Regions from separate parts of the Zea mays genome. Here region 2 is linked to region 1. The links are chromatin contacts, called in public Hi-C maps. All regions are on one chromosome and are shown on one strand. The core of a region is the stretch at or near the end of the contact, and the rest is flanking DNA. Distances in the headings are between cores, read along the strand shown. Region 1 holds the start of LOC100194115 (Essential protein Yae1 N-terminal). Region 2 holds the start of LOC100286243 (polcalcin Jun o 2).

The links. Hi-C and Micro-C count contacts between places; a contact is called where the count stands out from the background.
Region 2: a Hi-C map of tassel shows a contact between it and region 1, with 4 times the contacts expected there. The contact joins the promoter of LOC100286243 here to the promoter of LOC100194115 in region 1. A contact is called at or near these places in 3 of 25 Hi-C or Micro-C datasets (ear, leaf and tassel).

Annotation. Positions count from the first base shown.
Region 1 is chr3:151,303,934-151,306,813 of Zm-B73-REFERENCE-NAM-5.0, forward strand. LOC100194115 (Essential protein Yae1 N-terminal) reads left to right here and starts at 1,301. Exons shown (of 5, transcript NM_001139168.2): 1 at 1,301-1,620; 2 at 2,436-2,525; 3 at 2,691-2,815. The coding sequence starts at 2,450. LOC100286142 (pyridoxal phosphate enzyme) reads left to right here. Exons shown (of 7, transcript NM_001159030.2): 7 at 95-404. The coding sequence ends at 175.
Region 2 is chr3:151,609,255-151,612,431 of Zm-B73-REFERENCE-NAM-5.0, forward strand. It overlaps LOC100286243 (polcalcin Jun o 2), which reads left to right and starts at 1,753. Exons shown (of 2, transcript NM_001159131.2): 1 at 1,753-2,471; 2 at 3,020-3,177. The coding sequence starts at 1,887. The coding sequence ends at 2,471.

The DNA of each region.
Region 1 (2,880 bases), core at 51-2,550:
TTTGTAATATAATCATTCTCATTCTTTGCATAGGAATGCTGAAACAAGACTACACAATCCTGGAGTTCCATCAACTAATGTTAACTTTATGCAGATTGAGATGGGCAGCACGAATGTGAGGATTGGATCAACCATTTTTGGACCAAGGGAGTATCCAAACAAAAGGCAGAACTAGTGAGATTCAACGCATAAGTGTCATCTCAATACCCAGTCCTCTTGATTAACCTTTTGCCTATGTAAGCATGATGCTATGTATAAATGCACATGTGAATAGGTAACATGTACAACCTCATACAACACTGTTTGCAGGGGGAGGGGGGGGAACTCTCCATACAACAGTACGGCACTGTATAAGAAATTTTGTGACATGGCCTTGAATAGAAATTTCATAAAAAAAGTTCTTCCTATCATCCCTCACCTATTCTTTCCATGATGTTTGACGCTCACCTGCAGATTTAAATTAGCATTGTACTTATATGCAATGAGAAGACATGTAATTCTTTAGGCCTCCCTAGCTCCCTCACCTAATTTGTCAATCTTCCTAGTATTACGCATTTGGTTATGTTTTTCTTGTTGATGATTTGTACTTCCATCGTGTTGCTGATTTGTACTATTAATTTGACTCTAGACATCAAGGAACAGTTACTAGGAAATTAAGCTGTTGTTTTGTAGTATGTAAAGAATGAAGATGCAATGATGATTTTTTGCAACCAGTTTCCACCGTCCCCTTCTATCGGTAAAAAAGTTAAAATTATGTACAAATGAGAATTTGAACTTTGGTTGTTAGCTTCAAATCCACTAGCCAATATAACATATGTCTTTATTTTTATACTATATACTGAAGCATATTTGAAAACCATAGCAACATAAGGGTGTCTAAACTAGTTGTAAATTAAGTTACAAGCATGGCTCAGACCAGCCTCGAGTACCAAGTAAACTTCATCTATGCACACATGAAACAAGGTTACCTAACCCTTTGAATACGAATTGAAGCACGGATACACACACTGCTGTCAATCAACACAAAAGTAAAGCACGGACAACAAAGGTTATTTTGCGTTCTCGTCTGAAAATCAGGAGGGAAACATACGTGGAAATGTGGAATCTTAGTTGGAGGATAGGTCTGAGTGGGCCGATTCCGTATGGGGTATTTTCAAAAGGCAGGCCTGTTAGATCTGTTCGGCTCCTGGGCTTCCGCCTTCAATTTAGCACAAGAACAGCCCATGGAGCCCACACCCCAGAGGTTCAGCCCTACCTGTAACCTGTCAGGCATCTCCCTTCTCCGCAAACCGTTTCGCATCTCCGCTACCCCCAGCCAAGTCGCTCCCGGTGGCTCCGTTCTCCGCGCCTTCGTTCCCCCTCGGTTTTCCTGCTGTTTCGCCTCGGTCCTGCTTGCTGGTGCTGCAGATCTGCGTTCGCCGGCCCCTTCTCCCTGCTATCGCATGCCAGCCAGGCGCCCACGGGCACGGCCAGCCCCCACCCCACAGGCGTGGCACTGCCCCTGTCCGGCTGTTCCTTGCTTTTGCTTGCCTGTGCCTGCTCCTGTTGGGCTTCGGCACCTGCACAGAGGAGACAGAGGTATACAGAGCCACGCAGCCAAGGATTTCGAATTCGTGACTTGTGAGTAACCAAGTATCGATTTTCTTTTTAATTTAATTCAATAAAATGTTGTTTGATGAATGGCAATGTCTAGTTTCCAACAGTCATGTTGATATTTGCATTTTGCAATATCCAAGGTAAGAAAGATGGGTTGAAGAGTGGCGCTTCTGAGGACTGAGGAACCATATGATAAATTTGAATTTGCCCCACGAGGACATATGGAACGAATACATATTGTGTTTTTTTCCACTCCCCACCCACCCACCGAAAGAACTATGAATTTTTAAAATTTGTATGTAGGATTGAGAATGTCCACCAGTATGGTGTCGGCGTGAAATCGTTAAGACATATATGATCTAAATGGCTGTCAGATGCTATTTATTTGATATTTTCTGTCTCCAGAATGTGTATTTGTTTGATCTATTTGAATTAATATTATCATTATTCATTATTTATGTATTTTGTTAGATCTATTAGTGTGTGTATATGGCACGAAATTTGTACTCTTCTGTTCTATACCCCCCCCCCCCCCACCACCACCACACACACACAGAACTATGAAATTTTAAATTTTGTATGTAGGATTGATTATGTCGACCATCGGCTAGTATGATGTCGGCATGAAATTGTTAAGACATATAGATCTAAATGGCTGTCAAATGCTCTTTATTTGATATTTATCTATCCAGAATGTGTATTTGCTTGATCTATTTGAATTAATATCATCATTATTTATGTATTTTGTTAGATCTATTAGTGTGTGTATATGGCGCGGAATTTCTAACCTTGTATTCTATACTCCCCCCCTGTCTTCTTGTCACTGGCTCTGGCTGCAGGTTGGAGTTTCTGAATGGCCAGCCCAGGGGATGCGGAGGGCATCACCATCTCCATGGGGGAGCTGAGCGTAGAAGCAGCGACTTCGTCAGGTGAGAACGAAATAGCCCAGTATGATGCATGTCTCTTATCCCTGACAAGGGGGCAACCATGTGCGCTTCCGTAGCCATGCGTTGCTTGCTTAATTATTAGCACTGCTTGTAGTTTTATCTCATGTTGGAACCTAGTTGGTTTACTTATGCAAAACTTTGTCCCAGCTAACGGCGGTGGTGATGTTGCCGCTGTCGACCAGGATGATGTGTGGGAAGATGTTTCAGATTCTCATGGGCACGCGTCTACCTTAGACAGAGAATGGATCCACAGGCAGAACCAGTTTCAAAAGGTATTAATCACCCCCCTAGAGTTTATTTGGAACGCAGTTGTTAATGCTAACTACTCTTTTGCAGT
Region 2 (3,177 bases), core at 503-3,002, 310 kb after region 1:
TTGCTCAGGGTATGTGCCCATCGGCATCCCATAAAGGGGTTGTGACTGGTCGTGACAACCTGTAGCCGATGTGTTACGCGTGTTACCTCCTAACTCAACCTCGTGCAAAGGAAAATTTGTGATACTAGATTTATCAAATGCACGTACTAGTCTCTTAAGATCGCTTTGCATACCCCCTATGATGTTCTGCATTTGTTCACGCTGATCTTCTACATAATTTCTAAGAGATTGCAGATCGTTGGTATTACTTACATTGAGGATATCTGGCGTGGGTTGGAGAAAAGCCGGATCCGTTGCCCGATGTCGGACGACCTTGTTGTTCCTGTCCACTTTGAAGTTGGCCAAGAACTTTGCTTTCGCCTCCTGGATCATCCGCTCCTTGTGCTCCTCGAACTGGAGCTGCTCGTCAGCCGGCAAGGTTTCCCAAGTCGGCTTTATGATGTTGCTTGGAGAAATATCAGAGCTATCCCTTGAACCGGCCATTGAGGGCCGATTTGATGAGCTTAGATATGTATGTCCCCAGCGGAGTCGCCAAAAAGTATGTTGACGCCTTTTCGGAGCGTCAAATACTCAAGAAGAACCGGCAGCGGTGCTCTCTGGTCAGGCACGGACGGTACGCGGCCTGGGGCCGGACTGTCCGCGACCTGGCGCAGGGGCTAGGGTTTCCTGCCTGACGGCCGGACGGTCCGCGCGTGCGCAGGGGCGGCGGAAGATCGTCGGCGGCGCCTGGATCTCGCTCCCGGGAGGGACCCCGTCGGGAAGGAGAGATCCTAGGGATTGTCTAGGCTCGGGCCGGCCGACCTAGACTCCTCTAATCGGCGTAGAGTCGAAGAGAGCCGAAGAATTTGGGGATCGAGAGGCTAAACTAGAACTAGACTAGAACTACTTCTACTTGTACTGGAAATAAATGCGAATAGAAGTTGTATTGATTCGGTTGATAGTTTAAAATCGGCCGTAGACCTCTCTATTTATAGAGGAGGGGGGCTGAACTCTTTACACAACTGATTCCAAGCTAATTCCGCGAATATAGCTAATAACCGTAGCACAAAACTCGGAACCCTAATATGTTCGGCGCACGCGCGGACCGTCCGGCCCACAGGCGCGGACTGTCCGGACCGCGGACCGTCCGGCCTTAGGGCCGAACCGTCCGCCAGCTCTTTTTTGGTTCAAACACACACGTTCTAAACGCAGCTTACCCATCGCACAAGAATCGCATCGCATATCCAATAGCAGTGACTATTACTTCCCCCACATTTACTTAAGCAGTCCTCCAACTAAAAGAAAGGAACAAAAAGACAGACGACCCTCACAAGCAAACCCGTCGCCTTGCCCCCATCTCACATAGTACATGCTTCGGCATCAAAGTGGTAGGTTTGCATGTGGTGGCGCCATGTTCGTTCGGACCCTCTGGCTCATGCCATCATCTGGGGTGTTTTGCGGGCCAAGCAACCTTTAAGCATACTATTTTCTTTTCTCTCTCTCTTTTTCCCTTTTTTTCGAACGAACTTGTTTTTTAATCGTAACCTAGCAAATAAAATCTTATATATTGAAACAAACAAAGGGGGGAAATTGCCTTTACAATACTACAACTACAAGCAGGTTTGCGGGATCCGCAATCCCACTGGCACTGGCAGGTGCGAAGCAAATACGGCTTCCCAAACGCAGGCCCACAATGCAGGGACTCGTAGCGCAACAGCTAGACGCCGCAGCTTCCTCCCCGGGCCCCGGCCTCCCTCCCTGGCTGCGATCCGTGATCGATAGCAATGGGAAAGGAACTGCCTCTGCCTTGCCTCTATAAATACGCCGCCCGTCGCAGAACCGAAACCGCAGCCGTGACGGATCCAGCCGAACCCCCTCGCAGTCGCAGCCCCCTCACGCCACGCGACATGGGCAAGATCAGGATGCCCGTGCCGTCCCTGTTCCGCCGCCGCTCCTCCAAGCCGCCGCCGCCGCAGCCGCAGCAGCAGGCGCCTGCCGCGGGCGACGGCGACGGCAGCGGGTCCCCGGAGCGGGCGACGGCGGAGGAGGAGATGGCGCGCGTGTTCCGCAAGTTCGACGCGAACGGCGACGGGCGGATCTCGCGGTCGGAGCTGGCGGCGCTGTTCGAGAGCCTGGGCCACGGCGCGTCGGACGACGAGGTGGCGCGCATGATGGCCGAGGCGGACGCGGACGGCGACGGCTTCATCAGCCTGCCCGAGTTCGCGGCCCTCAACGCCACGGTGGCCGGCGACGCGGCCGCCGTCGAGGAGGACCTGCGCCACGCCTTCCGCGTCTTCGACGCCGACGGCAGCGGCGCCATCTCCGCCGCCGAGCTCGCGCGCGTCCTCCGCAGCCTCGGCGAGCCCGCCTCCGTCGCGCAGTGCCGCCGCATGATCGAGGGCGTCGACCAGAACGGCGACGGCCTCATCTCCTTCGACGAGTTCAAGGTCATGATGGCCAGGGGAGGAGCATGCTTCGCAAAGATCGCCTAGGTAATTAGAGGTTCCCTCCCCAGCCCTTTCGAATCCCTGCTGCTCCACCCATCCCCCCCCCCCCCCCCCCCCCCCCCCCCCCTCCGTTCACAGCAGCCGAGCGTATGGCGTCGTGTGCGGTCTTAAGTAAAGTGTATATAGAAGCCAAGATCATCATGGAGAAGCACTAGCGCTAGATTCTTCTCTCTACTAATAATTGGGAACCACGGCGGATATTGCTTTTTGCAAGATTGGAGCCTGGATGAAAGCAGTGGTTCAGAGCTAACTTCTGTTCTAGAGATGCGGATGCTTGACTATGTGAATGAAAGAGTAGACGATTCGAACCTACTCCTATGTGGATCTCTAATTCGTGTGTTTCCACCTCTCGGAATATGTGAATGTTTTTTGCATGTTTGTTTGGTATTTGTTAGATCCAATGTAAATCTGGTAATCTCAGCGCGGTGGAATCCGTAGGCTGTTAATTTAGCTCGATGCAGATAAAAGCTGTAGTGATCTTTTGTTGAACTTGTGGAGGATTTTTTTTTCTTAAGATCTCAAACATGGAACAGGAATATTCTTGCGAAGGTGGGGAGGAGCTTGAGGAATTGTCCTGATTGCGTACCTATCAATCATTGGCATCATCAGGGCGCGATGGGAGCTCGAATCTCTTCATTAGTTTATATCTACTGGTTGGAATTGGAAGCAGAACATGCGGAGGCCTTGGGTT